4 separate regions of the Mus musculus genome follow, and all the other regions are linked to region 1. Evidence: chromatin contacts called from public HiCAR-type and HiChIP or PLAC-seq data. All regions are on one chromosome and are shown on one strand. Each heading gives the region's core, a stretch centred on a gene start, on an enhancer-like site or on the middle of the called end of the contact. The rest is flanking DNA. Distances are from core to core; before and after follow the strand shown. Region 1 holds the start of Pxylp1 (2-phosphoxylose phosphatase 1). Region 2 has its middle 21 kb from the start of Slc25a36. Region 3 has its middle 15 kb from the start of Gm19325. Region 4 overlaps Gm19325 (a long non-coding RNA gene).

Region 1 (7,878 bases), core at 2,625-5,124:
TTCTGTGGTCTGTCTTTCTCATGGACTCTCAATTCCAGTTGCTGTAGCTCATGTCACTACAAAGTTCAGAAATCTCTGCTGGGTCCTTCATCTCTCCTTTCTGCATAGCTTCTTATTGTAAAATGAGAAGGCAGGACTCAGTTCATCTGTCCATTCGCCTGGCTTTTATAAAGTGCTTACTTTATAAACTTGACCGTTTTTGATACACGGCTTGCCACAGTCCTTCTCTTTTTATGATTTCTAAAGGTGATTCCTGTGAGTTCATTCAATGCTTGCTTTGGTTGTCCTGAGATCTTTCAGTTGGGCTGAGAGTCTAGAGGACAAAAAAAGAGTATTTAGATCTATGATTCACTGAATTACTCTAATTTTTTTTGTGTGATTATTTTTTCTTCTTCTTTTGGCTCACAGTCAGGTTCAGAGCCCTCTTTTATCTTTATTTAATGTGGTTATTTTGTGCTCTGTTCTTCCAGATTTGACTTTATAATTAAATTTCCCCCAGATAGATGGGAAAATGAGTTCACCCTCCTTCGTTGCTCTCAGGAGTGGGAAGGGGCTTTTATAATAAGCTTGTTGGGGGTGGGGGAAGGGACCACAGCTGGTAGTAGGGACAAAGAACCGTGCATGCATAAATGAGGATAGACCACCCTGGAGCTGGGGGAGGGTCTGCCTCTCTAAACCAGGAGCTTGTGTTAGGCAGCAGCTCTGCAGCCACCGAAGAAACAGACCTTTAACCTTTTGCAAGGTATTTCTCTCTCCAAGGTGCTGGGGTTGCAGATGTGGGGTAGACAGGGCAATTTCCATTTAATATAAATATGCCAGTCAGTCTGATGCTCTCTGCTCTATGAATCAACAAGAAATCTATCCTGAATAATTTTTTATCTTAACCTTTAATATTTGAGCACTTAGTATTTCTCCACATTCCTGTAGTGAATGGACATTCTAGCTATCACCAAAGAAAACCAAACCCACGGTGAAGAGAATTTGGAAATAATATTGTCCATCTGAATATGGTGGTAGGCAGCACAGAAATATTTTGTGGTGTCAATAGATTTGGCAGTAAGGCGGAATTGTGAGCAATTCAGGTCTTTGCAATGTAGAAACTGGTTCAAATAACGCAACCTGTTTTTCTCCCTAGGAAGACCGTTGGCATGGCGGTTTGTTAACTCAGACTAGGCACCCTGTGGCAATGTGGCCCTGTAAGAAGGGAGGGGACAGGGAGCAGGTTTTGTAAGTCCCCAGACAAAGGAGGCTGTGCAAATATTTGCAGGCTTTTTGCTCCAGGGGTGAGATGGCCTTGAAGGTGTTCATCCGCTGATGGCTACTCCAGTCCAACTAGGGATGCTGGGGCAATGTGGCAGCGTGTGCTGCCTAGTAGACTATTCAAGACTTGGTGCTGCCCAATGTTTTTAGAGGACAGGTGGGCTCAGCTTTCATTCAATAAATGGTGGGTGTTTTCCTGTAGCAAACAGTTCAAGGGGGAGGGTGTGAGTCCTGGCACCGTGCTAGTTCTCTGTTTTATGGTCATCCAGGGGCACAGTTCGCTGCTCTAGCAAATGAGTAATGAAGGTGACAGGCACTGTTTTCAGGAGCGTGTGACACTGTGCTGGGTTGGGGGCTTGTCCTAGTCAGGACTCTCTTGGTTGCCAGGGCCAGAGAAATAGAATTTTTATTTCACTTGGAGGATAGTAGGGGATAACTTGGATCATGTATTTGGATAACCAGTATTATGTTGGTATCTGGCATGAGAGAAATCTGCTCCCGCTTCCTGCTTGAGGATATCTGGGAGCTACACTCGTTGGCACTGCCTCCCCAGCCATTAGCCAAGTGGCTCCAGCTGCCTCAGACAGATACCCTATTTTATCACTGCAGAGGGAGGCTTGCCATTCTCCCCTGTAGGAACCTCTCCTTTTCCCTTCCCTGGAAACCCTTCAACCCTTAAAGACCCTCAGGAAAGGAGGTGGAATGCTTTCTCCAGAGTGGGAAAAATGTCGAAGTGTTCAGGGAATAGAGGTTGAAGGAAAGAGGGAAAGATGATCGTGGTATCCGGTATTAACCTGGATTGTAGGAAGGTGCAACGATGGAAACTCTAAGTGCCGCGTGGAGGAAGATTCAGGCAGAGGAGACCTGTTCCCACTTCCAGAAGAATAGTGGAGAATACCCCAGTCGAGTGGGATAGTGGCAAATTTTTGTAGAGAAATGATGCCCGAGTCACCTTTCATCCTCTTGTGGTCATGTTGAACCTAAGACTGTCTACATATCCCATGGGAAGGGTAAGTAAGTAGCCAAGAAAGGGAACATACGCCTATGGGTTACAGAAGATGTGGCACAGACCCACAAGGGCTCCATCCAGAACAAAATCAGGCCTGGGTAGTTTGCAGAGAGAGGCTGGGTTTGTGGTGGAGGCAGAGTTGCGAGCCTGCGTCGGCTGGAGACTCCCGTGTTCCTGAAAGGGTAGTAGACTTGAGAGAAAGCAAAGCTGAGCATCTGGGGTCAAGTTCCAGGCCTGAAGCTGACAAGCCCTGCCCTAACCCCCTTTTCTGATGTATGTATGTATGTATGTATGTATGTATGTATGTATGTATGTATGTATGTATTTTGCTTTGGGCTAGTGTGGATGGAGTTGTCTGTCATCTGCAGCCTGTGTGACTTGTGAAGGAGTGGAACTTGGAATTAGAGCAGAACTGTCAAGAGTCCGTGGCGAGAAGGAAGAGTCTGTGTTGGATAGGATGCCTGGACTGTGGTGGTCCTTGAGGGCCAGCCCAAGTAGGAATTTAACGGGGAGTGAGATTTCATGCTCACGTATTGGAGAAAGCTGTCGCTAGTACTGAAGGGATAAGCAGGCTGAAGGTGGTGTTGAGCCTGGGTAATTGGGTGAGAGGGATAGTAACTAGTGTCCTCAGGCAAGTGCCAGCTGGCCATCAAGGCATTGAACAGAGAAGGCATTCCAGATGGCTGGACCATGGGGGTAAATGGAATGCAGGCTAGGGAAGTAGAATCTAGCTGATTTGAGGGGAGAAATTGGAGGTAAAAATATGGATAAAATATAAAGTGTTTTGATTTAGTCACTATCGAATGAGTTAGGGAAAATCAAGTGATGCGCTACCCTCAAAACCGCACCTCTTTTGCAGTTGAGAGAGGCACAAGGGTGTCACTGTAGTCCCAGAACTGACAACAAAGGCAATCTCACAATTGTGGTTGGTGAGATCCTTTTTTACAGCATTTGAAACAACAACAACAAAAGACCCACAAACACAGCTTTATAGAACGAGTGCTGCGCGGGTCTTTGGCTGGCAGCCCTGGGGTCATGCAGAAACGCCCCCGTGACACAGCCACGACCTCTCAAGGGTGGATGCCTGCAGGCCTTTAGGGACAAAACTACTGCCAGGTCTAGAGTAGACACAGGCCGGATGTGGCCCGCGCCGGAAGAGAAGCGCGGGACAGGCGCTTGGGTGGAGGTGGCACGGTGGCTAGGATATGCCAGTTTTGAGTCCACGAGGCACCGCAGGACCCACATCCGCAGCTAGATCCGCGGCGCGGAGTTAGGCACGCAGTCACAAAGCACCCTAGCCAAGGCTGGGACGGGTCCAGGGCAGTGTCCTGGGGCCATGGCACCCTCCCGGGTCCTAAGTCCGGCATAGGGAGGAGCATAGGCCCTGTGCGCTCCGAGTGCGCGCGCTTTCCCGGACCCGGACGGCGCGACCGGAGCCTGTCTGGATGACTGTTTGGACACTCCAGGCCATGTGTGCCTCCAAGGCCCGGGATGCGGGTCGCCGCAGCCTGCTGGTCCCGCACGGCCGCCTGCGGGGCGGAGCTCCAGGGCGCCCTGAGCGCGTCGGGCCGGGCAGGGACCCGGCGGTCCCGGTAGGGGGCGCTGCGGAACCCCGAGTTTGGCGGCCTGCGCGCGCCACCGCCGCCTGCACTCCCGCCAGGAGGAGCTGGCTGCGGGTGGAGATCCCTACGCACAGCGACGGAGGCCGGGACCGTAGGCGGTGAGTGTGGTGCGCGCCGGGTCCCAGCGGTTGTGAGGCTTCTCGCAAGGCGGGCTTGTGTCTAGGGTCTTGGGGGGCGACCCCGGAGAGGTGTCCGCGATGCCAAGATCCGGAGGCAGGGGCGGGCTTCCAAGCAGCGGGTGTGAGCCCTGCCACCAAGCTCTTTCCCTTATCTACGCGCTCCCCAGTTGCCACCTCTCCCCATACCCTCCCCGCGTTGGAGAGGGGTCCCTGCCCTCCGATCCGTCTCCCCTTTCTCAGCCCTGCACCCTAGAAGCCTGCCCGCACACCCCCTTTTCTCCCTCAAGCCCTCCCACGCCTACCTCCTCCTGGTTGCCTGCCGCTCGCCTCTCCCTCCCAGCTCTGCTCCTACGGTCCCCGCCGCCACCCCAGCGGGGTCCCATTCTGCCTAGGCGCTCCTGCTGAACGACTCAGCGGGAATCTGAGCTCCGGGGTCCCCCTTCTCCCGGCTGTCCCATAGCTGCAGTGTCCAGGTAAAAAGGGGCTGCAACTTCAGGGCCTGCCCCGGGGGTGGGGCTGGTGCTTCGCCAGCTACCTGCTGCCTGCGGCGCAGGAACCCTGGGCCCAGCCCAGGGCCACTTCACGCGTGCAGGTTATGCTTGCTCAGTGTTCTGTTTAGGACAGTGTGGTTACTTCTTTGCTTGCTTTTGCTTGGTGAACTTGGATAGGTTGCGATTTCTTAAAAAGAAGCCGGCTTTGCTACCCACAAATATGGAGCAGGTTTTCTTTGCTGCTGTGACTGGCTGTCAGTAGTACCTGTGGATCGGGGAAGATTTAGCTATGCTGGGGAAATGGAGCCACATCCCCACTCTCTCACCACAGCTCTGGGAACGTAACTGTCCCCTCTAGGGTGGGCCCGTGTCTTTGTGGAAAGGCAAGGATGCTTCCTAAACATTCAACAGGTAAAAACCAGTTAGGAATCTGGATCAGATCTGGTGTGGATAGGGAAATGTGGGATGAGTGAGTGATCAAGGAGGGGCTCTGGGAGAGTTCCATGGCTTAGGGACATTTGTTGCTCTTTGCGGCAAGTCCCAGGCTGGACCCTGACTATGGACTAGACAGTGATGAGCCCAGCCTACCCTCTGGAACTGTCGGTCGGGCTTGGCACCAGCCCCCTCCTCAGAGGTGTTGGTGCCCTGTGGTGACATCTGTGGGAAGAGGATTTAAAGCAGATGGCTTGGAAAGCCTCATGGTCCCCGGAGAGAAGTGGAGATGGCATGGTGACAGCCCAGCGTGTGCGTTCACCCCTTCCCTTCTGGGGTCTTTCATTAAATCTTAGATTAAATTAATTGCCTAGTCAGAGAAAGAACATATAAAGGGTATTTCTCTTTTAGGATTGGCTCTGGGCCAGCCTGCCCTCACAGATACCTTGGGAGGCTGCAGATGGGAACCCGTGGCAGCGTGGACCGCCTGGAGCACAGCACTCTGGGCTGTAGGACTGCCCTGTCTCTGTGGTTTCTCTTTGATGGCTCTGGTAGTGATTAGTTCAATATTCCTTTTCTATTGAATAGATAAGTAATTAGCCAAGAACACAGTGGGGCTCAGTAGGGCCCTTCTGAGTGTTCTCAATTTCCTGTATGAATCTTCCTGTCCTCACAGTGATAGGCTGCTCTCAGGAGTCCTTCTGGCTAGGATTGAATACCTGCAGGGCTGGGGTGACCTTTAGGACCTGGCCAGGTGCCCCTGCCTGTTACTCAATGTTTATTTAAAAACAAAAACAAAAACAAAAACAAAGCAAACTTCATGTATCTGTCTTGAGCCCACAACCCATGCCTTCCACTGGGCTGTAGTATTTTCAAAATATCTCTCAATCCAACAGATCTGAATATACATATATATAAATGTTAAAGTCTCTCCTGCTGGAGACAAGTTCTCTGTCTGGTAAGACGGGGTGTGAAGGGGAAGAGACGGGATAGAACGTTCAATTTCGAGGTCAGGCTCTGACAGCTGGACCTGTCCCTCAGTGGAGATTCCAGACTTTTACAGAACGAAACAGTTCTCTTCACCCTAGAGATAGGAATGGGAGGATAATGGGAGTTCTGGGGAGGCCTCAAGGCTGCCTACTGAGAGGCGAAAAGTCCACCAAGACTTATCCTGCAGACCCTGGGCTGAGGACCTAGCTTCTGCATACCATTCTCATTCATTCATTCATTCATTCATTCATTCATTCATTCATTTATTCTGGCTGGCCTGGCACTCCGTGTACACTAGGCTGACCTCAGGTCCCAAGTGCTGGGATTAAAGACTTGTACCACCACACCTGGTAGCCCTGGCTTCTTGGGACATCCTCCACCTCTGCCTGCTGATGGAGGAAGCTGGTAAGGAGTTGGGGGTTCCTTGCAGAACCCCACCTTCCCCACTTCAGGCTGTGATGATCTCACTCTGGTGGGTGCTACCCACCTCAGACCTGGTTACCGTGGCAGCCCTGGAGTGCCCTTGCATGTACATTCCTGGCAGTATGTTTTACAGTTCTGCTGGGGGGGGGGGAGTCCAGCGTTGGGGGGGGGGATTGCTTTGGCCTATCAGGAGTAGTTTTTCGCTAGGCAGAGAAAGCAAAATCCAGCTTTTTGTCATGTGAAAGGCCAATTTGAGGAAGAACATACCCGGAGTCCCTGCTGTAGGGCCTCTATCCACTTCTCTTGGGAATCTGGGGACAGCTGGAATTCAGAGTGCCACTTGTTTGTGGGGACCTGTGCTGCCCTGGTTGTCATTAGCTTATCTTTCTCACCCAGACTGTCTCTGTTCAGGTTTGGCCAGAATTCCTGCAGCTGGCAAAAAATCTTGTTTTCTAGAAGGGGTTTAATTAATGCCTGCAGTTTGAGAGTGAGAAAGGAAGGGTGGGGAGAGAAAGAGAGATGCCACTGTATGAAAGGGGTGGGAGAGAAGATAGAACAGTGGAGTCCTAACGATCCAGAAGAGAGTTCAGCTCCCGGTTCTGTCCCCGACAGGACTCTGGTTGCTAGGAAAGGAGAATGCCCACATTCTGGTATAGGGGTTACCGCTTAGGGGCAGAATCGCTGAGCTAGAAGAAAATGATCTCACAGTGATGGAAAGAAACGTTTTCTGGGCTCACTCTTCTGGTTCTTAAAAGGCCTGGGAAGCTGTCTACGAAATGGTCATGGCCAGATGGGAAGACATTTGGCTGTTGTAAGCTTGTGTCCGGAGTGTACCCTGGGGATCTGGTCCACTGAACCAGGTTGGTCAGAGGGGTCTAGCCTTGGGGAGCCACCTCCCTCTAGAGATGCTGTGGGCCCTGTCTACTAGAGCCCTGTGCACTCAGGGAATAAACAAGAGACTAGCCTTCAGAGGGAGAGAGCCAGCCACCCAGAGCAGGGTCCAGTGGTCCAGTGGTACCAATCAGCTTGGAACTACCTCAAGTCAGCCTCTAGGGGGCACCTGTGAACCCAGGATGCACTGCAGGGTCTACTCAAGGTCCAGAAGATGAGACCCCTCGCTGCTCACCAAACCAGAATGCATTCTTGTGTCACGTTCCTTCATCCCTAGCACCTGCAGGCTTCCCCAGCCCATCTCAGATGAGGAAGCCACTGTCTTTAGTGAAAGACCAATCTCTTATGAAGGGCGGGACAAACCCAGGAGTATGGAAGAATTTGATGATTAAAAGTCAACAAAACAAAGCCAGATTGAGCCTAGTGCAGTCGTTCGTGCAGCAAAGAGGCAGCCTGCAGTGTTTCCTTTCGGCTAGGACATCCCTCCACACACATCTTTCACTCATGGCTGCATCCCTCCATCCCCTTTCCCCTTTGTACTTTGGTGGCACCTACACTGTGTTGGGAGCTCTGAGTTGGAGGAGAGTTTGGGGAACTCAGATATCTAATATTAGCTGATAGTTGGGGTACCCCTAAAGTAG
Region 2 (7,878 bases), core at 1,349-3,848, 240 kb before region 1:
ACCATATCCTGGAGTGTGTATTGAACTGTTGTGAAATCACACTGGCTGGAACTTTCTCAAGGGTAACTGGGGCATCCCTGAGAACAGAGAGCACTAAGCTGGGAGTGCTGGGTGCTTCTCTTCCTTCTTAAGCTGCCCGTTCGCTAAGGGCAGGAATTGTATCATGTCTCTCAGACAGAGATATTCTTTCTCATCAGTCAAAGGGGATCCTGTGAAGTTGGTGAACCTCTAGGGACCACTGCACCACTCTCCTGAATCACTGGCTACCTGCCTGAAGTATTGGCCACTCCCTCCCAGCTATTTGTCTGCTTCTTTCCCTCTTAAAACTGTTTCTGGCACTGTGGTTCCCTGTGGCAGTGTGTATCATGGGTCAAGAGAAATAAAGACTCCCTGTGTTTGGCCCAGTGCTACATTCCTGCTGGCCATCAGAAAACCAGTTGGGGATAGGAAAAACAGCCTCACCCTGCAGCCAACCATCTCTGGAGGTTAGGAGGAGCTCCTGAGCTGTCTGCTGCTGAGTCTGGGTGGGGAAAGCCTGCTGATATTTCTCATCTTTTTCTGGGCTACCTTGTTCCTCCCACGTTGGCCAGCCGCCCGTTTTCTTCTTTTTTCTCATTCTTCTCATCACTTTGTTCTCCTTATCATAAATATATATATACATAATAATAATGTTTTTGCTTTCACCAGAAGGGCAAAAGGACAGAACTAAGCAGAGTCCTGGGGATGTTGGGATGTTCTGGTGGGACAGAAAAGGGATCATGACACAGAATCCAATGTAGAAAATGGAAGTTAGGGACTTTCAATAATGAAATAAATCAAGTTGGCCAGTGGTACAATGAATGACCCATCTCTCAATGGAGTCAAAGAAAAATGACATAAATTAAGGTTACTTAGTGCTGACCAGACTTGAAGTCTGTAACAATTCATGATTAATCTATCATAGAGAGCAAATTAATACACTGAGGTTTTCTGGTTTGTTTTTAGTTTTTAAAGTAATGAGTGCTCTATATCTGCATGTATACCTGCATGGCAGAAGAGGGCAACAAATCTCTCTACAGGGATTTGATATACATGTGATTGCTGGGATTTGAACTCAGGACATCTGAAAGAACAGCCAGTGCTCTTAACTGTTGAGCCATCTCTCCAGCCCCTAATATACTCTATTATTAATAATACACTGTATTATTAATACAAAAATGGTCCCTTTTAGCAACTCCATCATCATATGGCCTGTAGCCTGAAGTGGTAATGCCTGGGCAGGAGACAGCACAAAGCTCTGAACTGTCCCGGGCTGGAGTTCTAGGTACCCACAGTTTCTCATCTTTCCTGGGATGGTAGCATCACCGTGCTCCCTTCTGAGATAGTCATAATGAAACAAAGTATCTTTCCTATGACTGTATAGACTTGTTTAGTAGAAGTTTAGTCTATCCAAACAGTCTAATACCTACTAAAGTGTCCTTGTCCCAGTCATGAAGCTAGCATCTCTGTGGTGACGAGTTAATTTGGGTTAAACAATATTTGTATGTATAAGACATGCCATGTATTTTCTTCCTTCTTCCACCCACTCTCCTCTCACTCCTGACCCTCCCATCAGCCAACAGAGGTCACTGTTCAAGTTCCCACGGGCTCTATCTCCTGATGGATCTCTTACTCCCTTTCTTGTCCTTCTATCCAACTCCCATGTTACCACAGTGATTTTTGGACAGTGAAAGCAAGGCCCTCTTACCACCCAACTTAAAAAGGCTCCAACAGTTTCCCACATCACTTAAAATCCTTGCGGTGACCTACAGATGCCTACATGACCTGGCCCGTCTTGGCCACCTGATTCCTCTTCTTCTCTCACTGCCTCTGTTCCTTACACTTTCTCAGGCCCTTATGCTTTCTATTCTCAGATCATGCACTTGACCTCTGAACGTGGATTTTACCCTCCATTCAAACAAACGAACAAAAAAGAAAATTCAAATGTTGATGTTCTAACTTCCAATCCCTACAGGGATGTGACTCCTTCTGCAGAAAGGGCCTTTACAGAGGTAGTGGAGGTAAAAATCAGGTTATTCTTATGAGACCTAATACAAATTTATTTATTTATTTATTTATTTATTTATTTATCAGAGGAGATCGTGACACAGCCACACTTAGGAACAACTACGTGACGTCAAAGTCAGAAGGCAGCCATCTGCAAGCCAAGGACAAGCCTCAGAGAAAAACTAAACCTGCTGACAGTTGGATTGGAGTTCTGTGTGGAAGCTCGAGTCTGGCGATTCATCTTGGAAGCCCTACTAAATAAACTACCACAGCCCCCAGCGGCATCTTCATATGGCTGCTTCCATTTCGTTCCCAGTACAACTAGCACATGTGCAGAGAGGCCATCCCATCCCAACCCACACATTCTGAACGACTCTTCCTTCTTTTGCTTGTTTTCTTCACAGTTATGTGTCCTATCTGGTGACCAGCACATTGTTAGTTTTCCACTAGAATCCAAGAGATGGCTACCTTAATGTGCCACCTGGGCTAAGATAGAGCCTAGCACAGAGTGGGCAAGTGGAAAATATGCATTGGCCGTTCATATAAGAGGCTGCAGATGTGAGATGCTGCAAGCCTGAAGAAGCATAATGCCTCCTCTGTGCCAGGATTCTGGCACTAAGAGGGTGCTGGAGTAGAGGCTGTAAGTGGAACCGGGTCTGGCGGTCAGAGGAGAACTGCGCAGGCGCAGAGGGGGGGGGTGTTCCAACAAAACAACAGTAAGAGCAGGCAGAGCTCGAGGTGCCAGTGACCTGGAGTAACCTGTGTTTACAGGGAAGGTGGGAGGGTGGGAAGGAGATGCAAGCAGGCACTTCCACGTGAGAGGCCGAGTGCCAGAGCCAGGAACTTGAACTTTCTTCTCTCCTTCCCACTCATTCTTCTGCCTTATAAGTAGGGGAGAAAGTACAACTCATAGATTTATTGATAAAAATTAACTAAATGAATTTAGCTGCATATTTTTGTACACAAGTTCTGTTTCAGCCTTTGACCCGAATGGATTCTGCAGTTTTCTCAAACCGCATTCACAGTTTGGCTACTTTCTGACTTCTACAGCGACCCATTCCTTACGTGCCCATACCTGGAAACTTCATGCTCTTGACGTATTCTGTTTGTTCACATCAAAGTAGAGTCATGCAGGCTATTTGTAGGAAACAAATTATGTCAGCTGTAGATTCTCTAGAGCCTGAAACAATCGAACAGTTCAGCTAAAAGAACTATTTTTCAATTTTAACTTCGTTTTGCCTAGAGAACACAATCTGTTCCCTTGTTGTTGTTAGGTTTTTTGTTGTGTTGTTGTTGTTTTGTTTTGTTTTTTTTGTTTGTTTTTGTTTTTTTTGTTTTTTTTTTTTGTTTTTTTTTTTTTTTTTGCATTGTGTTCTGTAGCTCTGACAGGATCTGTAGGGTGAATGGTCCATGCTTTTTCCATGAGGTAAACGTTCCACGTGTAAAGACTGTAAAATCTTCTGGGTATGTTGGAACACACCTGTAGTCTCAGCACTTGGCAGGTACAGGCAAAAGGAACTCAAGGCCAACCTTAGCTATAAAGTTCAAAAGCAGCCTGGGCAACAGGAGATCCTGCCTTCAAATCGACAACGGAGCTGGCACACATCGGTTCAATTCCCAGAACTCACACAATGAAAAGAACTGAGTCTTCCACGGATCCCGCTGACCTCGATATGCCTGCCATGGCCTGGGCATTGACTCTCCCTGCCCTACACACAGGTGAAAAGGGACTTTAAAAGCAACAACAACACAACAAATAAAAAACATGCTGTTGAGGGGTAGTCTTCTTGGGATAAGTGATTGATTGTAGCAGAACCCAATAAATCTACTCAATTGGTCCTGGCAGTGGCAGCGCTGCCCCATTCCTTGACAGCGATGTTCAAAACTCATATATGCTCACCTATTTCTGTCTACTTGATATTTGACTCTAATTCTAAATTTGTCTTTTTCTTCTGTAGAGCCCAATAGCTTTTGCTAACGGGATTGAACCACAACGAAATTATTTTCTTTCAGAAATAGCCTGGTGATATTCTTTGCTATGAAGTCTATTTCATTTCATTTTAACCTAGCCAAAACATCTCTAACTACTGTTAAGATGGCATATGTGATGGTTTGAATAAAGATGGCCTGCATAGGCTCATAGGAATTAGCAATAATAAGAGCTAATAGGAGGTACAACCTTGTTGGAAGAAGTATGTCACTGGAGAGTAGGCTTTGAAGTTTCAGATGCTGAAGACAGGTCCAGTGTCTCTGTTCCTGCTTATCTAGATGTAGAATTCTCAGGTATTCTCCAGTCTCATGTCTATCTGAATGCCTGCATATTCCCCATGATGACAATAATGGATTAAACCTCTGAACTATCAGCAGGCCTGGACTAGCTAGTTCTGTGTGTCAACCCGACACAAGCTAGAGTCATCACAGAGAAGCCTTAGTTGAGGAAATGCCTTCATGAGACCCAGATGTAGGACATTTTCTCAGTGATCAATGGGGGAGAGCCCAGTCCATTGTAGGTGGTGCTATTCCTGGGCTGGTGTCTTGGGTTTCTATAAGAAGGTAGGCTGAAATGGAGGAGTTAGGGGAAGGACTGAGGGAGTTGAAGGGGTTTGCAACACCATAGGAAGAACAACAATATCAACCAACCAGAACCCTCAGAGCTCCCAGGAACTAAACTACCAACCACAGAGTACACATGGAGGGACCCATGGCTCCTACCACATATGTAACAGAGGATGGTTTTGTCAGATATCAATGGGAGGAGAGGTCATTGGTCCTGTGAAGGCTCAATGCCCCAGTGTAAGGGAATGCCAGGGCGGGGAGGCAGAAGTGTGGGGGAGGGGGGAGCACCCTCATAGAAGCAGGGCAAGGGAGGGTGGGATAGGGGGTTCCGGAGGGGAAGCCAGGAAAAGGGATAACATTTGAAATATAATTAAATAAAATATCCAATTAAAAAAAATAAAAAAAAATTTAAAAGAAGGCAGGCTGAGCAAGCCAGGGAGAAACAAGCCATAAGCAGCAAGCAGCTTCCATGGCCTCTGCATCAGGTCCTGCCTCCAGGTGCCAGCCCTGCTTGAGTTCTGACCTGACTTCCTCTCATGATTGATTGTGATATGGAAGTATAAGCCAAATAAACTCTTTCCTCTCCAACGTGCTTTTTGGTCACAATGTTTCATTTTAGCCATAAAACCCTGACTAAGACACAGCCCCAGCTAAATGTCTTCATTTATAAGACTTACCATGGTCTCTTTACAGCAGCAGGACACTGACTAAGGCAGAAGCTGGTACCAGGAGTGGGGTATTGCTATGGCAAACCTGACCACACTTCTTGGTGGAATGCAGACTTAGACTTTGGATAAGGAAATACGGTTGAAGACTTTAAGTGGGGCTTAGTGCACCAGACTACTAGGAACAGGGAAGACAGTGGTGCTGAGATGTAGATTATGACTGATGGCCCAGCTCAAGAGATTTCAGGTCCAAAAACCTGCCTGGGGCTAAATTAAAGAGTTTTGGATTAATGGTGATGGCTGAAGAGATTTCAAGACAGCTTACTAAGAACTGTGCCATGAGGCTATTAATGATGAAAGAGCTTTCTGAGGACACTGCTCAGCTTTGTCTCATTTATGAGATATTCCATTGTAGCTGAGGTGAAAAGACATCAATCTTTTGGATTAACCCTTAGTACAAGACAGTTCTCCATCATCTACCTATTTGCCCAACTATTAAGCCTACTAAGAGGTGGTGGCCTGGGATAAAGGCTAAAGAAGATGAGAACCCACTTTATAAAACCCAGCCCTAGAGGGAAGCAGCATCCTGTAAATGCAGCTGCCGTCGCACTCCTCACCAAGAACTGTTTACCAAGATTCTGTCCATGCTTCTTCTCACAGCGGTCACTGCTGCCAAATCAGAAGCTTGGCCTCTAAGCAATGACCCTTGACTATGGCCACTGACTCAAGGCTGATGTTGAGCTAGGAATTGTAGGGGAAAGAAAATAGTAAACAGAATTTTGGCTTTGGAAACTGAAAGACAAACCAGCGATGAGAAACTGTTAAAGACAGTCCACGGGCATTCCCAACATTCCACTTCCTCAGTGGGAAGGTCCACAGGGGACCCAGCCACAGAGAGCAGAGTGAACTCACTACAAACATCATGGTACTGTGTCACAGAACATCACAAGATGAGAAATAAAGATAAAGTCCCTAAAAGTTTCTGAAAATATAAGTCAGAGAAACAGGCAAGTAGGGGATTGGAATGAGAGTTCAATCAACATCGACTATAACCAGAAATGGAGGGGGTGAGGTAGGATGCTGGGAAGGGAAGTGAAAGGGATATGGGGAGAAAAAGAAGCCCTCAAACAGGAATCTGGTTTGTATTTCTCATTGTAGGATCTCTACATTACTGAAGGGGAAAGCTAAGAAAAAAAGAAAAGAAAAGAAAAGAAAAGAAAAGAAAAGAAAAGAAAAGAAAAGAAAAGAAGAGAAAAGCAAAAAAAGCCTGAAAGATTGCCAAAAACCCAGAACAATCCCTTTTCTATAAAACATCTCAAACAGCATCAAACTGGAAAAGGGAAGGGCTTCAGGTTTTAGGAGCCTTCTTGCTCTTCTGGAGGACTCAAGTTTGATTCCCAGCACTCACATGATGGCTCACAAACAGCTGTAACTCCAGTTCCAGGTATTCAGTGTCCCTCTTCTGGCCTCTGAGGACACCACACACACACATGACACACAGACATGCAGGCACAACATCCATATACATTAAATAAACAAACAAACAAACATACATACATATGGTGTGTGGACTCTGTAGGTTTTCTTGTGGTGTCCTTGACCTCTCTGGTTCCCTCAATTCTTCCCCCCACTCTTCCACAGGACTCCCCAAGCTCCACATAATGTTTGGCTGTGGGTCTCTGCATCTGTTTCCATCAGCTGCTGGATGAAGCCTCTCAGAAGACCATTTCGCTAGGCTCCTGTCTGCAAGCATAGCAGAGTATTATTAATAGTGCCAGGGCCGATTGGTACCCATGGGAGGGGGGCTTCTCCCCTTCTCTGATGAGAAAACAGGGGAGAGGTAGGAGAGGGGGTGTGAGGGTGGAGCTTGGAAGAGAGGAGAAGTATAAAGTGAATAAATAAATAAAGGGCTGGAGAGATGGCTCAGTGGTTAAGAGCAGTGACTATTCTGAAAGGTCCTGAGTTCAAATCCCAGCAACCACATGGTGGCTCACAACCATCTGTACAGCTACAGTGTACTCATATACATAAAATGAATAAATAAGTATTTTTTTAAAAAAGAATAAATAGAAAAATAAACAAGAAAATAAAAAATTTAAAACCATATCATGTGACTGAAGGGAGAGAAAAAAAGCAACATAATTTTTTTTTTAAATTGAAATATAAAGTGTTGTACTGGAACCTAAATTGAAAAGAAAAATGTAAATAAGTGAAAGGGGTTTTGTTATGTTGCCTTGGCTGACCTTCTACTCCTTGGCTCAATGATCCTTCTAAACAGCCTGGGTTACATGTGCACATTAATTCCACCCCATGCCACCTCTGCCAAGCCCACACATATGTGGTGCAAAACCCTGGCACTCAAGAAAGTCACTCTTAGGCTGATTCCACTTACTGCTGTGGCCTTCTGCGAAACCTCAAACTCCTATTCAAAACTGCTGCCCCCTTTCTAGTCCTTCAGCATGCCACATTTACTCAAGTGGCCAATATCCTCCTGATGTATGAATACAGATAACAATCGCCGACTCAAGGATATCCATCTAACCAACTGGCATAGGATAAAAGGAGAGGGTTTGACATTAACTACCCAACTTCATCAAGAGATAGCTAGAATAGAAATAGATGCTCATACCTC
Region 3 (7,878 bases), core at 3,564-6,063, 180 kb before region 1:
TTTAAACTATTATGAATAAAATTGTTTCCTTTTATTTCCTCAAGTATGTTTTTTTAAAGGATTTATTTATTTATTATATGTAAATACACTGTAGCTGTTTTCAGGCACTCTAGAAGAGGGTGTCAGATCTCATTATGGATGGTAGTGAGCCACCATGTGGTTGCCGAGATTCAAACTCAGGACCTTTAGAAGAGCAGTCAGTGCTCTTAACCACTGAGCCATCTCTCCAGCCCATCAAGTATGTTTCTTACTGGTATGTAGGAAGGCTGTTGAGTTTTATGTTAATTTTGTATCCAACCATTTTGCTGTGTTCAACAGGTTTTGTTGTTGTTGTTTGTTTGTTTGTTTGTTTTATTTTTTTATTTTTTTTTATTTTTTAAGTACACTGTAGCTGTCTTCAGACACTCCAGAAGAGGGAGTCAGATCTCGTGATCGGATGGTTGTGAGCCACCATGTGGTTGCTGGGATTTGAACTCCTGACCTTTGGAAGAGCAGTCGGGTGCTCTTACCCACTGAGCCATCTCACCAGCCCTGTTTGTTTGTTTTTAAAGCGTGTGCCACCACCACCGGCTTAAAAGAATATTTTGTGTCAGTCACATCTTAATGTATTTTTAACAATTTTTATATTTGAGAATTTATTTTATTTATGAGTCCACTGTAGCTGTCTTCAGACACAGCAGAAGAGGGCATCTGGTTCCATTTACAGATGGTTGTGAGCCGCCATGTGGTTGCTGGGAATTGAACTCAGGACCTCTGGAAGAGCAGTCAGTGCTCTTAACCCCTGAGCCATCTCTCCAGCCCTGTGTTCAACAGTTTTAAGAGTTTTTTTGGTAGTTTCTTTATATTCTTTTGTGTATAGAATCATACCATCTACAAATAGAGGTGTTTGGACTTCTTTCCTGGTTTTCTTTTATTTGTCTGCTTAGGTTGTGGCTTTAGTTTAAGACTTCTAGTATGATTGAATAAGAGTATAGAAAATGGACACCTTTGGATTATATTAACAAAATACAGGTTTGTCGTGTAACTTTTTCGATACTGAGGTTCCTTTTATTCTGAGTGCACTTGAGACTTTAACGTGAAAGGCATAAATAACATTTATTGATATGTATATTAAACAGTCTCTATCTCTGGACTAAAACTAGCTTCATGGTTGTGAATGATCTTTTTAAATGTATTTTTGAATTCTGTTTGCAAGTAGCTTGTTGATAATATTTGTGTCTATGTTCATCAGGGAAATTGATGTAGAGTTTTGTTTCATCTTGGTTCGGTATCAGGCGAATAGGAGCATCGTAAGGGAGTTTGGTAATGTCTCTTCCTTTTCTAGCCTAGGAACACTGGAGGAACACTGGAAAGTCTGATAACCTGGGCTTTTTTGTTTTTAGATTTTGAATTACTAATGTAATCATAATTGCTCATCTTCATGTTATTTTTGTAGGCCATATGCATCTATAAATTCACCCATTTCTTTCAGCTTTTCCAACTTAGTGGGGTGTTACTTTTTAAGGTAAGACCTAATGATGTTATACACTTCATCAGTGTCTGTTGTGATGGCCCCCCTTTCTTCTAATTTATTTTGCTTTGTTGAGACAGAATTTCTCTGTGTGTACCGTACCTGTCCTGGAACTCACTTTGTAGATTAGGCTGGCCTTAAACTCACAGAGGATCACCTACCTACCTCTGCTTCCAGAGTGGGCCACTACCAACGGTCTTCTTCCTTCCTTCCTTCCTTCCTTCCTTCCTTCCTTCCTTCCTTCCTTCCTTCCTTCCTTCCTTTCTTTCTTTCTTTCTTTCTTTCTTTCTTTCTTTCTTTCTTTCTTTCTTAATAATTAATTCCTATTTCTTCTTTTAGTCTAGCTGAGGGTTTAACAACTACATCTAGCTGTTTAACCAAATTTTTGTTTCATTGACTCCTAGTATTTTGTTATTGTTTCTATTTCATTGATTTCTTCCCTGATGGCACTATTTTTTTCCCATGGAGGGATTGGGATTTGATTTGTTTTTGTTTTTCCAAGGCCCTAAGTTGTATCATTAAGTAAATTCATTTGCTGTCTTTAACTTCTTACTGGAGGCACCAATAGCTGTAAACTGCCCACTTAAGACCACCTTCATAATTTTTCCATGGATTTTGGAATGTTGTATTTTCATTTTTCTCTAGGACTTTTTAAAAAAAATTCCTTCCTGGTCTCAGTTATTCGTTCATCGTCCAGCATGGTGGGTGCAGTAGCCATGAGTTTGTACATGCCCTATAGTTTCTCTCTCTTTAAAAAATGATTACATTATTTGGGCATGCACAGCAACCAAGGAGAAGAGGAGAGAATAAATAACAGTAGTGGGACGATAGTCCCATTCCTGTCTGCACTCACTTGTTTGCTTTTGTGAGTTAATGTGAGTTTTCCAGAATGGCACCCATGTAAACTTCTGCAGTACAGGTGGTTAATGCTGATTTGCAGGCTTGTAGAGCTTTGTCCCAAACTCCCCTTGTGACCAGGTGTGTGTTGTCCTGTGGGAGCATAAAACACAGTATAGGTCATGTAGATTGATGTGGGACCTTATCATGTAGATGTCAAGTTATCTCTATAGATAAACTCTTAGTAGAAGTAATGTCAGCCTGGAGAGATGGCTCAGCAGTTAGGAGCTCCTGACTGCTCTTATAAAGGGCCATGGCGGTGCACTGGGAGGCAGAGGATCTCTGTGAATTGGAGGCCAGGACTATACAGTGATACCTTGTCTCAAAAAACAAAACAACAACGAAAGACTAGTCTGTGACTCAATTGCAGGGATTCCAACACCCTGTTTTGGCCTTCATGGCAACAGACATACATGTAGTGTACATGTATGTAGTATACATGTGAGCAAACATGCATACACATCAGAACTTATTTAAAAAGAATAAAAACATCTTCCAGAAATCTAAAAGGTTGAATGTGTCAACACCATCCTCACACACACACACACACACACACACACACTCATCACTAAATACATACTTATTATAAGCAACATTCAACCAACTTGATGTAGTTGGCATTTCTAGATCACTCTAGACAATGAATATGGCGTATTCAAGGTAGACCATATGTTGGATGACAGGAAGTGAGAATAAATTTGTAAGAAACCTTAGAGAGGAATGTAGAAAGATACCTGGAATAGCCTCACCAATATGCTGAAGTTAAACAGCATACTTCTAAGTAACACATGAATCAAAGAAGAAATGAGATTTGTCCAGAAAACAATTTTGAAGTAAAACAATGTAAAAAGTTTCAAAGCTTCCAGAAAAGAATGTGCCCCAAAGGATAGAGAACAACTTTTACACTAAGGAGGAGAACATGTAATCAATGCTACTTGAAACTAGGAAATGATCAAATTAATCCCTAAATAGAAAAAAGAAAAGTGATAAAGCTGTCCACTAAGAAAATGAGAAACATCTGTAAAATCAACAAGAGTAAGAAAGACTCCAGTTAGTGTGACCAGAAGCATCGAAGCATCCAATAAGAAGTGCAGATGCGGGCTGGTGAGATGGCTCAGTGGGTAAGAGCACCAGACTGCTCTTCCAAAGGTCCGGAGTTCAAATCCCAGCAACCACATGGTGGCTCACAACCATCTGTAACAAGATCTGACGCCCTCTTCTGGAGTATCTAAAGACAGCTACAGTGTACTTACATATAATAAATAAATAAATCTTTAAAAAAAAAAAAAAAAAGAAGTGCAGATGCCTGAAGGGCCGAGAGCAAGAGCTGTAGCTGCTCAGAGGAAATTCAAAAGTCTCTGAAATGAGTCGGCACAGTGCATCTCCGATCATCACAGACTACTCAACAGCTGCTCCTTCCTTTGTGTTTCAGAGGCAGCTCCAGACTCCAGTGTGTGTGGCACTTCCTGTGAAGGAATTAGGAGGACAGCTGCTGGGATGAGTCCCAACCCCAGGTCTCAGAGCCACATTCTAGATTCCCCTTAGCTCTTTTTTTTTTTTTTTTTTTTTAAGGAGGAAATGATGGAGCAGACACGTGTGTGCGCATCTTCTTTTTTTTTTTTAAGATTTATTTATTTATTATATGTAAGTACACTGTAGCTGTCTTCAGACACTCCAGAAGAGTGGAGTCAGATCTTGTTACAGGTGGTTGTGAGCCACCATGTGGTTGCTGGGATTTGAACTCCGGACCTTCGGAAGAGCAGTCGGGTGCTCTTACCCACTGAGCCATCTCACCAGCCCTCCCCTTAGCTCTTAATGTGAGTTTCAGTGACACTGCACTGAGTGAAACCCAAACCTCCCAAAAAACCAAAAAAATCTGAAAGGACTGGTATCTGGTTACTGTACCCCTTTTAGAAAACGAGTCTGCTGTCTAGTTGCCATAGAAAGTGGGCCAGAACCACAAGTGGATCTTTGACATACCATCATATTCCAACCTGTTATTTTAAGAACCAAGTTCCAATCTTTCACTGAATTATGACAGTCAGTTCCATTGACTAAACCGATGGCTCTTCCTGCTTCTAGATATACAGAGCCATTGTGGCAAATCTTATAATTCAAATAGACACTTACCTTTGCAGAAATACTTCGGTCTTTGGAAATCTGGGCCTCTAATTTTGCAGGGCCCAAAAGGACCCTGAGTGACTCTGCCCCTTGCAGAAGAACCACATAATCTTTCATCTTCAGTGTGTATATGCTACTTTTGAGTGTTACTTGTGTGCTAAGTCTTCACATGTACCTTCGTTAAACCATTGCAAAGACCTTTAATGCCAGAAGCTTAGGTGTGGTACATGATACAAGAGGCCTGTGGTCATAGTTCCAATTTCCCACACTCTTCCCTTTGAAGTGGCCCATTTGACAAGCAGACCACATTCCTAGTTCACAAATGGTGGTCCTCGTGAGGCAGGCAGGAAGAATCAAACACACATGAAATTCAAGTCAAGTTCCTTTAGAACACATTCCTGAACCTTCTCAAATGTAAGTTGATCGCCAGCTTCTCTGTGGTTTCCTGGCCTCAAGGAACCTACCATGCTTAGCATTTAGATTTCGGCCTCCATTAAAGGAAGACGGCCACTAGGTGGCAGCAATAGCTAGATAAGACCTGTCCGATCATGCTGATGGACCCAGGGATGTCTCCATCTCTGTGAAGTAGATTTCTTTGGTCTGGTACCTATTTTGAGCACTAGGGTAGGAATTGAAGTTTTCCAGAGGCATCACATGTAGATGAGCCTATCTAGGTCCTGTACCTTCCCAACAGCTCTGGCCTGGACATACCAGACATATCTTGGTTAGGTGTTTAGTCTTTGAAGCTGATTCTTTGTATGCTGCTACTCACTGGATTTCATTCTTGCTTTTCAGCTGCTAATCACTGAGCCTTGGCTAGAGCAGTTGGAGAGCTTGGTAGTAGCTGTCCAAGTCCATGCATATGCGCTTTTCAAACGCATGATGCATACTCAGTGTGTTTGTCTCCTTGGTTTTGACAATGGATAAAGACCAGTGTGCCTCTCTCCACTCTGCCCACGTCTTGTTCTCTCTACTTCATCTTGTCTGGAATGAGACCATCATGCTTGAAGCTACCCAGCCAGTAGTGACAAGGCAGTCAGAAGCACATGCTATGGGACTGAATGGAAAGAAAGGAATGTGGATGCCAGGAGCATAGGGGAGCTACCACAACCCTCTGGACAACCCACCGCTCATGCACAAGAAAAGTAAAACCTGCTTCAATCACTAGATTTTGGATTCCTGTTACAAAGGAAAAAAATGAGCAAGATGCAGTTCATCTTAATTATATAATCGTGGAAATGTTAATAAAATTGTAAATTACAAGGATCACCAAAACTCTCAATACCTGTCTGCACATACAAGTATCCCTGGAGGTTTTAGCCATCTGTTCTCCAGATTTACACATTTTCCCAGAGGGTAGCAAACAGGCCGTCCTCTGCACACTCTTCTTTCTGGTTAGTTTCACTTGATATGAAAGTGAGAAAAGCTGCAGGTCGATTGCATTCATGGACTCGTAGCAAACAGGCTACTCCTGGCGTTTTAAAGGTCTTCGGGTTTCTTTTGAGACAGGATCTCTAACTCAGTCTGGCCAGGAACTATTTATGTAGACCAGGCTGGACTCAGACTCAAAGCCATCTGCTTCTGTCTCCTGAATGCTAGGATTACAAATCTGATCTACCATGCCTCAAACTCATGACATTCAAAAAAGTATCTGTTATACACGTGTGCCCATGTATCCAGCTACTTGCAGAAGTCAGAGGAGAGAGTCCGATCCCCTGGACCTGGAGTTAGAGGAAGTTGTGTACTGTTTGACATGGGTGCTGGGAACCAAAATTTGGACCTCAGCAAGAGCCGCAGCACACTTTAAGCACTAAGCCATCTCACCAGCTTTATTCATGGTATTTTGTAGAAAAGAAAAAGAAAAAAGATAGTAAGTCATAACAAAATTGGGTTAATCCCAAGAATTCCAGGATCACTGTTAAATAAGTTATTAGTGTAAATTTACTATACCAGAGGTTTAATGAAGAAAAAACATGATCCTCATGGAAAAGCATTCAGCAAAACTTTGCAAATTAGAGAAGGGGAAATTTTCCTTGGTTTTAAAATAGTACCCCAGCACTAGGGAGATGGCTTCACTGGCTAGCCAGCCTAGCCTAATCACTAAGTCTTAGGTCTCCATCATGAGACCCTGCCTCAAAAGGGTGGAAGTCTCTTGAGTAACTCCTGAGGTTGACCTCTGACCTCCACATGCACTCAGGCGTTATGAGTGTACATACACTCACACACACATAAAAGTCCAAAATACACGGTAGAACAAAAGGCCTAAACAGCCTTGATGCTTGTCCAGAGGTGAGGAGAGGGTCACATTGTAGTTACAAAGTTTGGGATAATTTAAGACCATAGGGCTTGAGTATGGGGATATAGAAAAAACAATGGAGATTAAGGCAGAGCCAAGAACAGACTCACATGCTTAAAGCAGAATCTTGACTGGAAGATGGGTGTGGTGGTGAATGCCTGCAGTCCCAGCGCTTGGAAGGCCTGGGCAGGAGATTCAGAGATTGAAGCCAGCCTGGACTACATAACAAAACACTTGACAAAGAAAAGGAGAAGAAAACAAAAGAAACTTCATTGGGTCAGAAATAGCATAAAACTGGCTGGACCATCCAACAAAATGGTACTGGCTCTGTGGTTATCCACATGAAAAGCTAGCAATCTGGATAGTCGTCGCCAATTGATACACACCTCATGTCCTAGACTATCCCTGTAGGTGGGTTAGACTTAAATGTGACAGGCTAACCTTTTACAACTGTAAGAAATCATAGGAGAAATGTCCCTGTAAACTGGTGGAGGAAAAGGCTTTTCTGTGCTCAATATTAAAGTGCACGCCAGACAGGAAATGACTGGTAGATTAGTCTACATTAAATTTTAGAATGTCTTTTCCTCAAAATACTTCCCCAAAAGGAAAATCTAATCCAAAGCCTGGAAATATTTGCAATGTATACAACTGTCAAGGGATAGAATCGGAATACATAAAAACTTCTATGAATCAGTCCATTAAAGGCAACCCAATAAAAAAATCTGGACAAAGGTCAAAAGTGGGCATTTTACAGGAGAATAAAACCTAATATACCATAATAAATGTGTGTTGGGGGGGTCATCTTAGCAATTAGGAAACAACAAGTTAAATTGCAATGAAATGTGATTTTAAATCTTTCAAAAATGCAGAATCTAATAGGACGATATCAAATGGATGAGGGACAAAGAAATTCTTAGGTGCTGCAGTTGCCTAAAATGAGACTATCAACACAGGGAAAAATATGCATTCTACAGTTGATGCTAATAGCATATAAGCTGGCCGGTTCGCTCCTAGACACAGACCCTAGAGAAAACATAGCTCAGATGTTCCAGGA
Region 4 (7,878 bases), core at 1,671-4,170, 160 kb before region 1:
GTTTCTTCAGTCTATAGTGGGGTGAGATGTGATGTAGAATTGGCTGTGGATGCAGATTCAGATGATGTGGGAGGCGCCAAAGACAGCATGAGACCAAGGATTCTCATTTAGAAAAGCCAACAGCAGAAAGACACTTAAGAAGACAAAAAGGGAATTATGAACCTGGAAAAGACAGGTTTTAATAGGCATCACTGAGAGTACAATTGTGACATTTTCTAATGTTCTTAATTTTTAAATATTGAGTTAGCTAAGTTCTATTTTATTGAGACCCTCACATGAGTGGCACATCTGTACCACCATCCCCCACCCTGAAATCCTTTGTGTGCCCTTTCCCTTCAAACTCCAAATTCCTGTTATCTTCTTTATTATGATGATATACAACCTACTGCATACATTTAGTGTTGCTCATATTCATGTGTCCAGGGCTGGCAGCTCAGGATTGGACGACACCTGCATGTGAAACACCCCTGGAGGGAATGGCTTCTCTCTCGCTCTCCCAGCAGACACTGGCCACCCGCAGCCCTTCACGTAGAGGTGGGACCATGGAGAAGTTCCCCTGTTCACACTGGCAGGTCACCTGATGTTATTAAGCCAATCTCACTGGGGTTTTTTTGTTTATTTTTTAAAAGTTTTTGTTGGAGGTGCAGTGATATGATATATCTAGGTTCACTTTAAAATGCTCCAGCAGAAACAGCCCATGAGAGGAGGCGGGAGGAAAAATGGAAGAGCATCCGGAAGTTAGGGGACACACTCTCCTGCCAGGGCGGTGGGAAGCTGCCTGTGTGTACACCCTGCGCTCAGCCCCTCCTAGGCCTTCCTGGGCCTTCAAGGGCCATGCCTGCCTGAGGAATGCATTAGACCTCCCACCTGACTTGAGGTTACAAAGCACAGAAGGAGGCTCAGGAAAATAATGGGAAAATGGAAGAAAAAGAGAACTGATGAGTTAACCCCAAACTGGATTGCTGAAAAGCTCCACACCCAACTGACCCATTGATCTCTCAGCCCCTGGTCTCTGAGGTTATTCATCAGGAAGCCTGACCTCTGGAAATCCACTACCTCTCTTCCAACCCCCCCCCCCCCGCCCCGGTTCCAGCCAAGAGGGTCTTCCCTCTCCCAATATGATCAGTCCCAGAATCCCCTTTCCCTTGGCTGACTTGCATCAAACCGTACCTCTATGATCCAGGAATTGAAAGCTGTGAGGGGGCAACTTGGTCAGTCCTCCATCCCTAGAGCTACACAGCTTCCCCTAAACCACAGCAGGCTGAGTGGGGCAGGCAACAGCTCACTATGGCTACCAAAGGGGAGGGACTTGATCCCTCTATCACTTCACCGTGACCTGTCCTCCACTTCCTCGTCTGTAAATGAAGATGCCTACCTGAGGTCTCAGTGCGCTCTCTCAAGTTCCTGTCACTCAAACCTGGGATGAAGGAAGCTGTTCCTCCATTCTCTCTGGTGAATTGCATCCCTTCTTTTTGTGTGGACACGGACCTCAGACTTCAGAGTCCCCTAGAGCCTGCATATGTGTGCATCACCATCTTCTCCCCATCCTGGCATCAGGTAGCCTTAGAACTGGCAATAATAATTGTAGCAATAAAACTAGGAGGCTGATGTATTCTGCTACATGGAAACTGTGTAGGTCACCAAAAGGTGTTTATCGAATTCATCCAGTGCGCCTGGCAAGTTAGCTGTGCTTCAGTCCAAGTGTACTCAGTCAAAACTCTTTTTAGCAAGATTTTGCTGAAAGGACCCAGATATAGCTCTCTCTTGTGAGACTATGCCGGGCCTAGCAAACACAGAAGTGGATGATCACAGTCAGCTATTGGATGGGTCACACGGCCGCCAATGGAGGAGCTAGAGAAATTACCCAAGGAGCTAAAGGGAACTGCAACCCTATAGGTGGAACAACAATATGAACTAACCAGTACCCGGGAGCTCTTGTCTTTAGCTGCATATGTATCAAAAGATGGCCTAGTTGGCCATCACTGCAAAGAGAGACCCATTGGACTTGCAAACTTTATATGCCCCAGTACAGGGGAACGCCAGGGCCAAAAAGGGGGAGTGGGGGGTAGGGGATTGGGGGGTGGGTATGGGGGACCTTTGGGATAGCATTGAAAATGTAAACGAGGAAAATATCTAATTAAAAAAAAAGAATGTAAAATAAAAAAAAATACTTCAGTGCTGGAGAGATGGCTCAGCAGTTAAGAGCACTGACTGCTCTTTCAAAGGTCCTGAGTTCAAATCCCAGCAACCACAAGGTGATTCACAATCATCTGTAATCAGATCTGATACCCTCTTCTGGTGTGTCTGAAGACAGTGACAGTGTATTCATATACATAAGATAAACAAATCTTTAAATTTTTTTTTCTATTACGATGTGACTGAGTTGAGTCAAGTAGTCTGGCATCTGGCTCCAGTTGTCTCCACTTTTGATATCACAGGGTACTTTTTGCATTATGCCTTTTCTTTGAATCTACAAGAAGCCATAAGTTTACCATTCACCATCTAGAAATAATCTGGTGAATTAGATGGAGCATGGTAGGGTTTGGGAAACAGACGTCCTGGTTTCAATCCTGAGTGGGTTAAGCATTCCTGTAAGCCAGTTTCCACATCTATGACCAGGTGGGGGTGGGAGAAGATTTGGCTATGGCATTTAAATGAAGAAATTGGATTTTTCCACAAATGGCCATTTCCCCTCCCTTTTGTATTCCATTGCTTCCAGAATACCATGTGCCTCCGAGGGCAGCAAGGCAGGGCTCCCTGTGGGAATTGAGCTATGTGGCTCGCCCCCTTTGTGTGTGTACGTTTTGTTCACCATCTGTCCGGCGAGCCAAGGCCAGCTGCCACATGAGTTTAGCCTGCTCCACCTCTGCCAGCCTGGGGGCTGTGCAGGGAGGGCCTCCTTCAAAAACAATGTCCAGGATGCTCGGGCTTTGTATATGCCTGTGGCCTCTCTCACTCAGAGCCAAGCCCAGATGGGCTCACATGGAAAAGGATGTGGGAGACAGAAAGACAGGGGTTGCCGCCGTGGCCTGGGCTTGCCCTCCCTTGCTGTTGAGCTCAGGTTGGCAATGGTTGCTCACAGGGTGGTTCTGACCATGTATGGGGACTGACCTGACAGAGTCGTGTGTGTGTGTGTGTGTGTGTGTGTGTGTGTGTGTGTGTGTGTATCGATGCTTCACATACAGCTCATTCTGTCTCTTTCCAGGTTGTCTGTGTGTTCCCTGCTGGGCATCAATTATGCATTGTGGTTAGGGGCATTCATTAAGGAAGTTCCTTGACTCTTACAGTAGCAGGATTAGGCTCTCTGTAGAGGGAGAACCTGTGGAGTGGTGTGTGGTTATGTGCAGGGACAAGGAGGATGAGGGGAGGAAAAGAAATGGAAACAAATGAGGGAAAAGGCTGGTTTGAAATACTGCAAGCGGTGGTTTTCCATGTGTATTTATACGCATATATGACTTTGAACACTCAGGCTTTACTGTTTCAAGGCCAAATGAGTGACGAAAGACACAAAAATCATTAAGCAAATTTGCCTTCACCAAGAAAGAAATCAAATGAGCGCTTTGTAGAAGATTGCTGCAGACTTCATACATCTGATTGCCATTGACAGCCCTGTGAGGCAGACAGCTTCATTCCCAGCAAAACACAGGAAACAGGAACTCAGAGAAGGCCAGAGAATTGCCCACAATCACACAGGTGGCAGGTGGCCGAGGCTGAGGCAGGCCCAGCTTTGTCTGGTTCCAGAGCCTCCGTTTGCCTCAGCAGGTACCAGACTCCTGACAGACGTGCAGCTGATGCTGGCATTGCTTGCTCATGGATGGGCTGTGTGACCTAGTGTGGCAGGCATGGGCTTCAGTCTTCTTCCCTGGAAAATGGGCCTTCCACTCATTCTGTCAGTCAAGGTGATCTGAAGCCATAAGTGAGAGGTTTAGATATGGACAGTCACTAGTATTCCCAATGTAAAAGCTGGGGTAGCTGAGGGATCTCCTGGGTGGAGAAGGAAGGTGTGGGACAGCTCTGGCCAGAGAGCAGCAGGCCAACTGTGATGGCCTCAAGAAAAGAAAAACAGGCCACAGTGAAGAGGAGGAAATGAGGGTGAAGAGGTGAGAGAGGAATGTCTGGAACCCTGGAGACAGAGACACACACACACACATAGACATACACACAAACATATATACACATATATATACTTACACAAACATATACATGCACATACATATACATACAGACACACATATACATACACACAAACATGTACATATATACACACAAATATAATACATGCATACACACACATACATGCACATACATATACACACAAACACATAGACACACACATATAGATACACACAAACATATACATATGTATATATACACAAATATAATATACACATACACACATATACGTGCATATACATATACACACAAACACACACATATACATACACACATATACATACACACAAACATATACATATATACACAAATATAATACATGCATACACACATATACATGCACATACATATACACACATACATACATACACACAGACACAAACATATGCACATACACACAAATACATACACACATATGCACATATACACACATGCATACACACAAACATACATACACAATACACATAAATATATACACATACACACAAACACATGCACGCGCGCACACACACACACACACACACACACACACACACACACAGTCTGACTGTACTTACGAGTATCTCTAGTATAGTACTGAATAGGTATGCCAAGGCTGAACTCTGCTCTTCCCATTGTCTGGAGGGATCCTTCAGTCTCTCATCCGCGTTGTGAGTGGATTTAAAATATCTTAGAAGGTGTCACTATCAGGTGGGGAATTTTGCTTTTGTTTACTTTTATTCTTGTTTCTTTTTCCCTGAGAGGTTTTAAAAAATCATTAAGAGGGAAATGAATTTTATTAAATGTTTTTCCTTGATAATCAAGAATTCTTTTTTAGTGTGCTGGTATTCTGAATTACATTGCTTGATTTCTGAACCTTGATGTTGACTCAATTTGCATTTCTGGCATAAATCATTTTTTGTTAGTTTTTCCGGAGACAGTGTCTCCCTAGGCCGGGCTAGCTTCTAACTTAGCGATCCTCCTGCCTCTGCCTCCCAGGTGCTGGGATTAAAGGCGTGAGCCGCTACCTCCAGCTCTTTGGCATAAATCTTACTTGGTTTTATTGTATTACTATTTTCTTAAATACACGTTAAAATTAAGTTTGCTAATTTAAAAGATTATTTTAATTTTAAATAAATAAATGTTTTGCCTGCATTGTGTGTGTGTGTGTGTGCCACGTGAGTGCTTGGTGCCCACAGAGGCTGGAAGAGGGTGTCGGCCTGGGAGCTGGAGTTACAGATGATTGGGTCCTTGTGGGTGCTGAGAACAAAACCCGCATTCTCTGCAAGAGCAACAGGTGCGCGCAACTGCTGAGCCATCCCTGCAGCCCCTAATTTGCTAATTTTAAAAAGGATATTTGCGTCTGTGTTCACAACAGTCTGTTTTTCTTTTCTTACCACGTCTCCGGCTTTCCGAGTGAATTGGGAGGCCTGCCTGCCTGGCTGCCTTTTCCGGAGGAATCTATGTAGACCAGGCGTTATTTTCTCCATAAAGGCTTAGTAGAAAACACAAGTGCAGCCATCTGGGACTGGAAAGTTTTTGCGGAAACATTTTTAACTCAGAATTTAAATTCTTTTTTCCAGACAGTTTCTCGGGATGTCTGCTTCCTGCGGATGGAGTTGTGCACATCGGGATCTTTCGAGGCATTTTCCCATTTCTTCTGTATTATCAAATGCACAACGCTGTTCCTAAAGCTGTGCACAGGGCCGTGCGTTAACTTCTCACCACTGCGACGATTACCTGAGAAGAACACTCGAGAGGAGGGAAGATTTATTTTGGCTCACAGTTTCAAAGCTTTCAGCCCGGGTTTCTGTCTCCATTGTTTTTGGTCTGTGGGGATTGTGGGATCTTTCGTCTCCGTAGAAGGCTAGGGTGGGACAGAGTCTCATAGCAGCTAAACACAGACAGACAGATGGGCATGGGCGGGCGGGCGGGCAGAAGGGCAGGCAGGCCCAGAGCAAGATATGACCCCCAAGGCGGTGCCTCCAAAGCTGTTTCCTCCAGCTATGCTCCACCTCCTCAAAGTTCCAGCACCTTCCTTAACAGCTCTACAAGTGAGGGCCAAGCTTTCAACATAGGAGTCTGTAGGAGTGTTGTTAAGTTTCCCCCAAACTAAACATTCTCTCCCAGAGGTTCAGCCAGATAACAAAACTTACAAGCCCCAGAAGCTAACGGAAGTTACAAGCTTCACAAGTTGCACGTGTTACAATTGCTGCAGAGGGAAGCTGGGTTCAGCTGTTCAGGGAGCACGAGGGATGCATCCTCTGACCGTCATCGGCCATGCTGGATGGATCTTTCCGCGATGCAGCTACCATTGACGTCACATCCTGTAAACAGCCCCTCGCTGTTGTCATGTATGGAAGCCAAGAAGCTCACGGGGTCACTATGCAAGATTGGACTGTTGCATGTTTCTGTTGTGGGTGCCTTATCGGGTTGATAGCCCTCCGTTCTTTCAGGAAAAAAAAAAAATCACACACATTTCCTGTACAGAACTAACAGTGAGATAAAAGGTTTTCTGTTATCATCCTGATAATGCTTATAAGTCTCGCTAATTAACATCTATTCGTTTGTTAATGAGAGTGAATTTTTCTTGATTAGTTTGGCCAGAATTTAAACAATCTTATTTTTCTTAAAAAAAAAAAAAAAAAAAAAAAAAAGCTTGCAGCCGGGCGTGGTGGCGCACGCCTTTAATCCCAGCACTCGGGAGGCAGAGGCAGGCGGATTTCTGAGTTCGAGGCCAGCCTACAAAGTGAGCTCCAGGACGGCCAGGGCTACACAGAGAAACCCTGTCTCGAAAACAAAAAACAAAAAACAAAAAACAAAAAACAAACAAAAAAAAAAGCTTGCATTTAATTAATTTACATTTTTTGTTGTTTCCATGTCCACTAATTTGTAGTATTCTATTTCTTATTTTTATTTTTGGCTTGCAGTTGAGTTGCCCTGGTATTTTAACCACTGAGTTATCTCTCCACCCACTATGTTACTTTTCTTATCATTTCATTTTAATTTTTTAAGAGACTGTCTCTTTAATTTGTTATTAAGAGCTTTGTTGCATAATTTCCAAATAGTACATGCCTCAGGCATCCTTCACTTCGTGATTTCTAGTTTAATTCTCTCTCTCTCTCTCTCTCTCTCTCTCTCTCTCTCTCTCTCTCTCACTCTTGCTCTCGATTTGGCTTTGTCTCTTGTAGCTTCTTTTAAATAAGATTGGATTAGTCTCGTGACTCAGTGTATGGCCTACTTTCACTTTCCAAGTCCATTTAGGAAGAGTGTATATTCTGCTCTTCAAAGGTAGAATTAAATGTCAATAGGTTGACCTGTGTGATTTTGATGTATTTAAATTTACTGTATTCTGTGTATATACTGTATTGTGTATTCTGTCTCCGTGAACATATTCCGTAGACTTGTAAAGGCATGCATTGGACCAGTGACATTGCTGTGTGGGTAAAGACAGCTGCTGCTAAGCCCATGACCTAAATCCAATCCCCAGAGGGCACACGTGCACGTGTGCATCACAATAAATAAATAAATGTAAAAAAATTAAAAAGAAAAAAAAACATTATTCTGCAGGCTGTGCTATAGCTATCGCCAGATCAACATTGCTAATAGTGTGGACGAGATCTTGCTGGTTTTTTTTTTTTTCCTCAGAAGTTAAATTCCAGACTTGATGACATCATTTTTGTCCCAATCATTTTATAAGCTTCCTGGTTCTGACCCAGATCACCA

The links. HiCAR-type assays count read pairs that join an accessible place to other places. HiChIP or PLAC-seq counts read pairs in DNA pulled down with a chosen protein or histone mark.
Region 2: a HiCAR-type map of kidney shows a contact between it and region 1, with 3 times the contacts expected there. The contact joins the enhancer-like site here to the promoter of Pxylp1 in region 1. A contact is called at or near these places in 12 of 39 promoter capture datasets (the 3T3-L1 cell line, 3T3-L1-derived adipocytes, cranial neural crest and 7 more) and 3 of 115 datasets of contacts at active chromatin or transcription factors (T-cell acute lymphoblastic leukemia, kidney and stem cell-derived neural progenitor cells).
Region 3: an H3K4me3 HiChIP or PLAC-seq map of the SCID.adh cell line shows a contact between it and region 1, with 9 read pairs. The contact joins the enhancer-like site here to the promoter of Pxylp1 in region 1. A contact is called at or near these places in 17 of 39 promoter capture datasets (the 3T3-L1 cell line, the C10 cell line, the HPC-7 cell line and 11 more), 17 of 115 datasets of contacts at active chromatin or transcription factors (the SCID.adh cell line, T-cell acute lymphoblastic leukemia, acute myeloid leukemia and 12 more) and 3 of 9 other capture datasets (adipose tissue, liver and pancreatic islet).
Region 4: an H3K4me3 HiChIP or PLAC-seq map of neural tube shows a contact between it and region 1, with 2.9 times the contacts expected there. The contact joins the enhancer-like site here to the promoter of Pxylp1 in region 1. A contact is called at or near these places in 16 of 39 promoter capture datasets (the 3T3-L1 cell line, 3T3-L1-derived adipocytes, the C10 cell line and 9 more), 1 of 484 Hi-C or Micro-C datasets (hematopoietic stem cells), 10 of 115 datasets of contacts at active chromatin or transcription factors (embryonic basal ganglia, embryonic forebrain, embryonic hindbrain and 6 more) and 2 of 9 other capture datasets (adipose tissue and pancreatic islet).

Annotation. Positions count from the first base shown.
Region 1 is chr9:96,885,470-96,893,347 of GRCm38.p6, reverse strand. Pxylp1 (2-phosphoxylose phosphatase 1) reads left to right here and starts at 3,874. Exons shown (of 6, transcript NM_001289647.1): 1 at 3,874-3,989.
Region 2 is chr9:97,128,236-97,136,113 of GRCm38.p6, reverse strand. No RefSeq gene overlaps it. Among named protein-coding and RNA genes, the nearest start is that of Slc25a36, 21 kb to the right of the region's middle. Within about 2 kb of position 2,598, at least 20 of the 459 cell types and tissues checked have an H3K27ac peak or open chromatin away from gene starts, as enhancers often do. A contact at or near this core is called in kidney, where this site is marked.
Region 3 is chr9:97,066,101-97,073,978 of GRCm38.p6, reverse strand. No RefSeq gene overlaps it. Among named protein-coding and RNA genes, the nearest start is that of Gm19325, 15 kb to the right of the region's middle. Within about 2 kb of position 4,813, at least 17 of the 459 cell types and tissues checked have an H3K27ac peak or open chromatin away from gene starts, as enhancers often do. A contact at or near this core is called in the SCID.adh cell line, T-cell acute lymphoblastic leukemia and neural stem cells, where this site is marked.
Region 4 is chr9:97,046,348-97,054,225 of GRCm38.p6, reverse strand. It overlaps Gm19325 (a long non-coding RNA gene), which reads left to right. Exons shown (of 3, transcript XR_871047.2): 2 at 424-534; 3 at 5,736-6,065. Among named protein-coding and RNA genes, the nearest start is that of Gm19325, 4.9 kb to the left of the region's middle. Within about 2 kb of position 2,920, at least 24 of the 459 cell types and tissues checked have an H3K27ac peak or open chromatin away from gene starts, as enhancers often do. A contact at or near this core is called in neural tube, where this site is marked.